Linked DNA regions of Pan troglodytes: regions 2 and 3 are each linked to region 1. A link is a contact called in public capture Hi-C data. All regions are on one chromosome and are shown on one strand. The core of a region is the stretch at or near the end of the contact, and the rest is flanking DNA. Distances in the headings are between cores, read along the strand shown.

Region 1 (2,530 bases), core at 19-2,518:
TTCCTACAGTTTGCCCATGTGCAACGCACGCACTGGAGGCCTCACAGACGCACTGTCTCCTCAAGGCACTTGTCATCTAGTGGGTGAGAAAGCAAGTGACAAGGCGTTGGAATAAGTAGGACAGGCACTGTGGTAGGAAGAGTGCATGTTCTAGAAGCACCGAGAGGGCACGTCACCCCCACCTTGGGGTAGTGGGGGGAATTCATGGAGACTTACTGGGAGATATTACATATGTATGTATATGTACATAATAAATATAAAAATGTATTATAAGTAAATATATAAAATATATTATAAACATAAAAATATAAAATAATAAATATATATTATATAAAATATACATATATATTTTTTGAGACAGAGTTGGGCTGGAGTGCAGTGGCGCAATCTCGGCTCACTGCAACCTCTGCCTCCTGGGTTCACGCAGTTCTCATGCTTCAGCCTCCTCAGTAGCTGGGACTACAGGCACACACCACCACGCCCAGCTAATTTTTGTATTTTTAGTTGAGATGGGGTTTTGCCGTGTTGACCAGGTTGATCTCGAACTCCTGGCCTCGAGTGATCTGCCCGTCTCAGCCTCCCAAAGTGCAGGGATGACAGGCATGAGCCACTGTGCCCAGCCTGGGAAAAATTATATTTAAGTTGAGCTATAAAAAATAAGGAAATTCCTTTTCAATCAATAAGAGGTCTGCTCATCACTCAGTATGGCTAAAGCATAGTGTCAGGCACACTGCATGATGATGAATCGAATGTAGTGTCCACACATAGAGTTTAACACCTAGTGAGGGACATACAGTAAAGGTACGCATGACTAGAATATTCTATGCTCCCAACAGAAAGAAAAATGTTGAGGGATGCCCATCCCAAGTGCCCTGACTTAATCATCACACATTATATACATGGATCAGAATATCACATGGTCCCCAAAATATCTACGATGTATGAAAAAACCAGAATATACCTCGAAGCACCAGATAATGCTCCTAAAAGAAGGATCTGTGGAGTCCCAGGGAGGGTTTCGGAGAGGGTGAGGGAAGTTCCCAGCTGGAAAGACTTGCAAAAGCCCCATGGAAGAAATCTGAGTTCACCTTCAGGATGGCTAGGATTTAAAGGCACAGAGGGAGAAAGAAAGGCATTCTGAGCAAAAGCCATGCTACCAGCAAAGCGGAAGAACCAGTGACGTCTGGGGGAAGAAGAATACACCAGTCTGACCGAGGCACACGACAGGCAGTCGGGGCAGACACGGCGTGAACACAGGCAAAGCCTGAGGACGCTCTGAAATTTAAAGCCAGGCCCTGCAGTTTCTCAAGGTCACAGAGTGAGGAGAAGAGCAGGACTTCCGACGTGAACTGCAGTGCTCCTTCACAGATGACAGATGGCACTTTTCCCCTTGTGATGCTTTGGCCCCTCCCTGCTGGAGGAACCCTGTGGCTGACTCCTCCCCTCCCCAGGGGGTCTCTGGATGCAAAGCAAGGAGACCCCAGGCTAACAATCCAGGCTGTTCTACTCTGGCTTTTGCATTTTTTTTTTTTGGATAAGTACGTGGCCAGGCAAGGTGGCTCACACTTGTAATCCCAGTACTTCCAGATGGGGAAGCAGGAAGATCGCTTGAGCCCAGAAGTTTGAGACCAGCCTAAGCAACATAGTGAGACCTCATCCCTACAAAAAGTTTTAAAAATTAGCTGGAAGTGGTGGCACACACCTGTGGTCCCAGTTACTTGGGAGGCTGAGGAAGACGGATCGCATGTGCCCAGGAGTTCAGGCTGCAGTGGGCTGTGGTCGTGACACTGCACTCAGCCTGGGTGACAGAGCGAGATCCTGTCTCTAAAACACAATCAATCTATATTTTTAAAACTCTTTTGAAGAGGGCAGCAAAATCCACCCCACCAACTGAACTAGGGTCGCACCCTGGCTCCTAAGCAGCCCAGTGTGAAATATTTGGAACTCTTACGGCTGTTCTTTCTTCTTCCTCATCTCCACACAAATACACTAACCTACGGCTTTCAGTCTTAGCCCTTTATTGCTTTATGTACATGCCCGGCTCAGGGCTTACATCCATCTGGGTATCTCTGCTTAAGACTGCAAGTTCTTAAAATACCGGGATGCTGCCTGTAATCCCAGCACTTTGGGAGGCTGAGGCGAGAGGATCCCTTGAGGCCAGGAGTTCGAGACCAGCCTGGGCAACACAGAAGACACTATCTCTACAAAAAATTAAAAAATTAGCTAGGCATAGTGGCACATGCCTGTGGTCCCAGCTACTCCGGAGATTGAAGCAGGAGGATCACTTGAGTGAGGGAGGTGGAGGCTCCAGTGAGTCGTGATCGTGCCACTGCACTCCAGCCTGGACGACAGAGCGAGACCCTGCCCCCCTGCCAAAAAAAAAAAAAAAATACTGGGATACTATACACAAAATTGCCTTGAAAACTTGAGCACAGAACACCAAACAGCTAAGCGTACCGGTTTGGGGAGGGCGGGGGAGGAATAAGGAGCTGCAACAGTAAGAGGCCGCCACACGGTGGCGCAGTGAGGC
Region 2 (2,530 bases), core at 16-2,515, 130 kb before region 1:
AGTGAGGCTGGGGCCAGAGGCAAGAACCGGCAGGCGCTGCCAAGGAGGGAGGATGCCCAATCTCCCCTGAAAGCAAACATGTGGCCTGACAAGGAAAGAGAAAATTCTAAGTGTCTTTCTTCCACCTGAAAAAGCAACAGGAATTCGGCCAACGGCACTCTGATGCAGGACCAGCAAACCCCACAGAGACCACAACAAATCCTCACGGGGAGATCAGACGGCACGGCTCTGTGGAGCACTCAGCAAGGTACCGGCACACAGGAGACCGACTGCTAGCTGCCTGGGCCACCGCCCCCACCACCTCTACAACCCCCGCTCCCAACATCCCACCCCGGGCCCTCACCTAAAGTGTTCACAGTGACCACCTCACTGAAGGCGCTGGTTCCCAGCTTGTTCTGGGCCAGGACGCTGAACTGGTACGCTGTCTCAGGCTCCAGGGTGTCCACCAGCAGCCAGCTGGGTCCTGGCGGCACTGGCAAGGACAGCCAGTCATGGGGCCCAAACTGTGCCCGCTTCATCCTGGCCAAAAGAGAGAGACAGGATAGGGGACGAGGGGCGGGGTGGGTCACACTGGAGAGAAGAGGGTGCATGCAGGGTGCTCAGGGAGAAGGCACTGGTGGGCCTGGCGTTCCCAGGTTCAAGGGCAAGAAGAGGGCATAGCCCAGAGTGGATGCCCTACCCAGCTTTGGCTGTGCCAATCCTCCTGATGCCGGGTCACCAACCACAGCTGGCACCTTTTCTACCAAAGGGGCCTTTAGGTGCAAGTCGTGCTCAGGACACTGGTCAGATGGATTACCAGCTGCATTGTGGGAGAATCCCACCCTGGTCACAACCCTAAGAACAAGCTCTGCCTTGGGAGAGTAAGGCTCTGGGGTGTGGGGATAAGCGGCTCAACAGTGGCAGGACGAGGGAAGGAGCCCAGGACCTGGCTGCACACACCCCCAGGGACAGCTGAAGTAGGGCCTCGGGTAACCCACAGGGCTCATTCATCCAATCAGACTGGAGTCACCTGAGATGTCCAGGGTATAAGACCATAATGACCAGGGGTTTCCCCACAGGGGGGCCAGGATCCCTAAGGCCGTAAGGGTTGGAAGAAGGTCACGCTATGCATGGAGAGTAGGAAGACGGGGCCGAGGGTGTTCCCTTGTTCCACAGGCTCCCAACTCCCAGCAAAGCCGGCGGGCTATGAGTGCAGTGCTGCCACGTCACCACAGGGAGGAGACATGGTCCTGTGGGACTGGCCCTCTCCTTGCAGCCCTGAGCTGTAACCTGGTGGGTGCCCTCCAGGATCCACTCCCGGGTCCCGGCTCACTACCGTGCACGCCCAGGAGGGTGAGCTGAGGCAGCGGAAAGCAGAACAAAAAGAAGCCGGCGCCAAACGTCGGAGTCAGTGCACAGAGTTAGAGGCAGGCAGAAAGAAAGGAGACCTCCCCAACCTCGGCCCCGCCCTTCCCTGGCCCAGGCAACAAAGCAGCGAGGAGCCACGTGTGGAAAAGCAGTGCAGATGAGCAGCAGCGTGGAGCAGCACCGCAAGCAGCAGGGGAGCCCCAATCTACGCCTGAGCCCCCCATCGTATGCCCAGACCTCCCACCCAGGCATCTCCAAAGACAGCTTGACCACACCAAATGTCCCACCCTGGACACCTAGGCGCTGAGCAGCACCAGTCTCGCAGCAGCCACCGGGCAGGCTGGTTAGGGCCCCCACGCTGCTGCGGGAGGAACAGAGTAAGGGGACGGGAGGTGAGCTGCTGCAACCCCATCATCTAGGTGCAGTTCTCCAATCAGAATCAAGACACCCAGGACACTCCGCCCGGGAAGCAGCCACCGAACCAACATGATGGGAGACAAGAGCGGGTGCCCCTCTCAACTTCCCTCACTGCTGAGACGTGGATAAAGGGGTCTCCCTGAACCCCCTGAGCTGCCCCAGGCGCCTGCCTTTTCCCCCTCCCCAGGCTCGAGTTGAGCCTGGCTAGAGAGACACCTGCAGGTGAGACAGGTCTAAAAGAAGGCACTGAGGGGCTCGCCCTCCCAGCTCAAGGTTGTCACCCCGGGGGCAGGGCAGGTGGCTGCCACTCTTACTCAAACAGGAGTGTAGGGAGGGGCAGCCTTTGGGGGTGGGAGGAGTCAGCTAGGCTTCCTTCTTCTCCCTTCCTGTGCCTCCTGCCCTCACCCGGCTTGGCACATTTTTGAGATCCGTATCTACCCTAAGGTTTGCGCAAAGATCTCAAATGACCGCATCTGGCTAAACTGACAACAGAGGAATGAAAACAATCGAGAAACACATGGTCCTAGAGAGAAAATGCAGGGGCTGACCCCAAGGCTGGGAAGTGAGCATCACCTCTCCACACCAGTTTCTGTGGCCACTGGGGAAGAGACAGAATAAAAACTAGACTACAGGAGGTGGGGAGGGTGAACACGTACAAATCATAGTGAGAAAGAACCAGTAAGACCTGGTGTTTGCCAGCACAACAGGATTACAAGCAACAATAATGTATCATACATTCTTAAATCACTATGAGTATAATTGGATT
Region 3 (2,530 bases), core at 14-2,513, 93 kb after region 1:
TGGTGCTCATAACTGAGAGAAATGTTTATGGCCACTAGTCCCTTAGAGCCAGTGGTGGCGTCTCGTCGAAGTCATGGTGCTCATACTGAGAGAAATGTTTATGGCCAATAGTCCCTTAGAGCCAGTGGTGGCGTCTCCTCGAAGTCGTGGTGCTCATACTGAGAGAAATGTTTATGGCCGATAGTCCCTTAGAGCCAGTGGTGGCGTCCTGTTGAAGTCGTGGTGCTCATACTGAGAGAAATGTTTGTGGCCACTTTCCTTAGAAGGAGCCCGTGTGGCCTTGGTAGAGACTCGGAGCCTCACATATCATTCTTTACTAGTGCATCACTGGGCGCTTTCATTTTGAAGGAGAAGTAGAAGGGGCTGCACATGCATGGGATGTATTTCTGGCTCCCAGAGGGAGTAGCCATGGTTATCCAAACAAAATAACGTTATCTTCACTTGTCCTTTGTTGTATAACTTTTTGTAGAAGTGTTTTAGGAACCAATAGCAATTCAGGTATATTACACTTCTGTTTTCCATCCCTTTTTGTTGAATTATTGTTTAGGGCTTTTGCTAGAATTAGTGAAATCTGACTATTTAGAAAGAAAAGATCCATGTAGCTGGGCCATTAAAGAAGAGAAAGGAAAAGAATGGGCTGTGTGAGGCTGCCCAGTATGCAAGGAGTTAAAGCAGCTTGGAGCAGAGTTGCTCTGTGATTTTCTTTAGCGGTGATCATAAGCCAGGACCCAGAGACCTTCATCAAGGTGTTCTGTATGAAGGCCTTCTTTGGGGATGGCATGTTTTATTGGAGGCATGGCAGCTAAAGAATACTATGTTGTAGGTAGTCCATGTACCTACTTGATCTTCTCTCCAAGATTAGTTGAGAACTTTTGAGACCATGGTAAACAGGTGTCTGATGTTTGCCCAAACCCATAAGGAATCAGATGCTAGTTTTGAAAGGGATTGCCATGCAAGTAGTTATCTTGCTTTCATCAATGATATAAACTCAGCTTCGTGAAAATTACCGTGTTATATTATTATTTTTCTCATTTCAACAAAGACCGGTGAAAACTTCGTGGACTGGAACCACCGGGTTGCTCATACAGCGAGGTGGACTCCTAGCTGGTTGATAACCATACCCAGAGAGTGTTGATGCCGTCCCGAAGGGAAGAGTTCCAGCCCAAGAGTCTGGCCCATATCACGTGCCACTGAGGGTGCCTGTGCAGGATTGGAAGCCTGGGGAAGAGGGGATGATGGAGGGAGGAAGGGCAGAAGGCCCGGGCAGGTCTGGGAGGAGAGGTGTCGAAGGGTCAATAGGAAATGCTTAGACAAAGGCTTTAAAGCTCTGAGGGCTTTGTTCTGGGACTAGAAAGGAGAAGGAGTTCTTAGAACTCTTCTCTTTCCCTTGGCTCCTTCCAGTGAAGGTCAGATTTGAGAGAGAAAGCAGTTAACTTGGCTTACCTAAGAGACTTTATTGTGGAATATTTTTCCATCCTCTGTGGTTAGTAACCATAGCCTACGCAGACGGGAAAACCTGACCTCAGTGCAAGGTTTCTCTGCCGTTTGAGATACATTTTCTCTGATTTTACTTTTCTTTCTCCTTCAGGCTGCCTGATAGGGGCTGTAAATCTCAAATCCAGCAATCGAACCCCAGTGGTACAGGAATTTGAAAGTAAGTACAAACGAAATGCCTAGGATAATGGGCACCATCTACTGGACATTTGGTGTCTTGCAGCCAACTCAGGACACATCTGTCTCTGTAGTGTGCCAGGGAGATGTCCCGGGTGGACTGCTCTGCGGTGCACAGGCCTAGAAGCATGGCATCAGCAGGCCGGCAGTGAGCCCTGTGCGGTTTTCCATCAGCTGTCATCGCACTCCTGCCTGGCTTTGTGATCACACAACAAAGAAATTTCTTTTTTCTTTTTGAGATGGAGTCTCGCTCCTGTTGCCCAGGCTGGAGTGTAGTGACGCAATCTTGGCTCACTGCAGCCTCTGCCTCCTGGGTTCAAGCGATTCTCCTGCCTCAGCCTCCTGAGTAGCTGGGATTACAGGCACCCGCCACCACGCCTAGCTGATTTTTGTATGGGGTTTTGCCATGTTTGGCCTGACTGGTCTCAAACTCCTGACCTCAGGTGATCCACCCTCCTTGGCCTCCCAAAGTGCTAAGATTACAGGTGTGAGCCACCGCGCCTGGCCAAGAAATTTCTTATATACAAGCAGGGTGTTTAAGGGAGGGGGTACACTATGTAGTAAAATCCTTGCTAATTATCTTTATTGATTTTCTGGCAAAAAATCCTTTCTCAAAGTCTCTTGGAGTGTGGAGTTGGCTACGTTTTTAATCTGCATGAAAGGCCTCTTGAATTAGAGCTTGCAGGGTCTGGGTGCAGCTGAACCTAGAAGCACTCCACATTCACCGAGAGCTCTTTTTCTTCTTTGCGTGTTAGGTGTGGAACTGTCTTGCATCATTACGGATTCGCAGACAAGTGACCCCAGGATCGAGTGGAAGAAAATTCAAGATGAACAAACCACATATGTGTTTTTTGACAAC

The links. Capture Hi-C pulls out chosen DNA fragments and counts their contacts.
Region 2: a contact with region 1 is called in a capture Hi-C map of stem cell-derived neural stem cells, with 3 times the contacts expected there. The contact joins two enhancer-like sites. A contact is called at or near these places in 3 of 7 Hi-C or Micro-C datasets (induced pluripotent stem cells and stem cell-derived neural progenitor cells), 1 of 1 datasets of contacts at active chromatin or transcription factors (stem cell-derived excitatory neurons) and 1 of 1 other capture datasets (stem cell-derived neural stem cells).
Region 3: a capture Hi-C map of stem cell-derived neural stem cells shows a contact between it and region 1, with 5 times the contacts expected there. The contact joins two enhancer-like sites. A contact is called at or near these places in 5 of 7 Hi-C or Micro-C datasets (blood, induced pluripotent stem cells, a lymphoblastoid cell line and 1 more) and 1 of 1 other capture datasets (stem cell-derived neural stem cells).

What each region holds. Positions count from the first base shown.
Region 1 is chr9:136,008,518-136,011,047 of NHGRI_mPanTro3-v2.0_pri, forward strand. No RefSeq gene overlaps it. Among named protein-coding and RNA genes, the nearest start is that of JAM3, 20 kb to the right of the region's middle. Within about 2 kb of position 1,269, at least 2 of the 24 cell types and tissues checked have an H3K27ac peak or open chromatin away from gene starts, as enhancers often do. A contact at or near this core is called in stem cell-derived neural stem cells, where this site is marked.
Region 2 is chr9:135,881,531-135,884,060 of NHGRI_mPanTro3-v2.0_pri, forward strand. IGSF9B (immunoglobulin superfamily member 9B) reads right to left here. Exons shown (of 20, transcript XM_016922322.4): 13 at 344-519. Among named protein-coding and RNA genes, the nearest start is that of IGSF9B, 33 kb to the right of the region's middle. Within about 2 kb of position 1,266, at least 3 of the 24 cell types and tissues checked have an H3K27ac peak or open chromatin away from gene starts, as enhancers often do. A contact at or near this core is called in stem cell-derived neural stem cells, where this site is marked.
Region 3 is chr9:136,101,363-136,103,892 of NHGRI_mPanTro3-v2.0_pri, forward strand. It overlaps JAM3 (junctional adhesion molecule 3), which reads left to right. Exons shown (of 9, transcript XM_529458.9): 2 at 1,589-1,654; 3 at 2,427-2,530. Among named protein-coding and RNA genes, the nearest start is that of JAM3, 73 kb to the left of the region's middle. Within about 2 kb of position 1,264, at least 8 of the 24 cell types and tissues checked have an H3K27ac peak or open chromatin away from gene starts, as enhancers often do. A contact at or near this core is called in stem cell-derived neural stem cells, where this site is marked.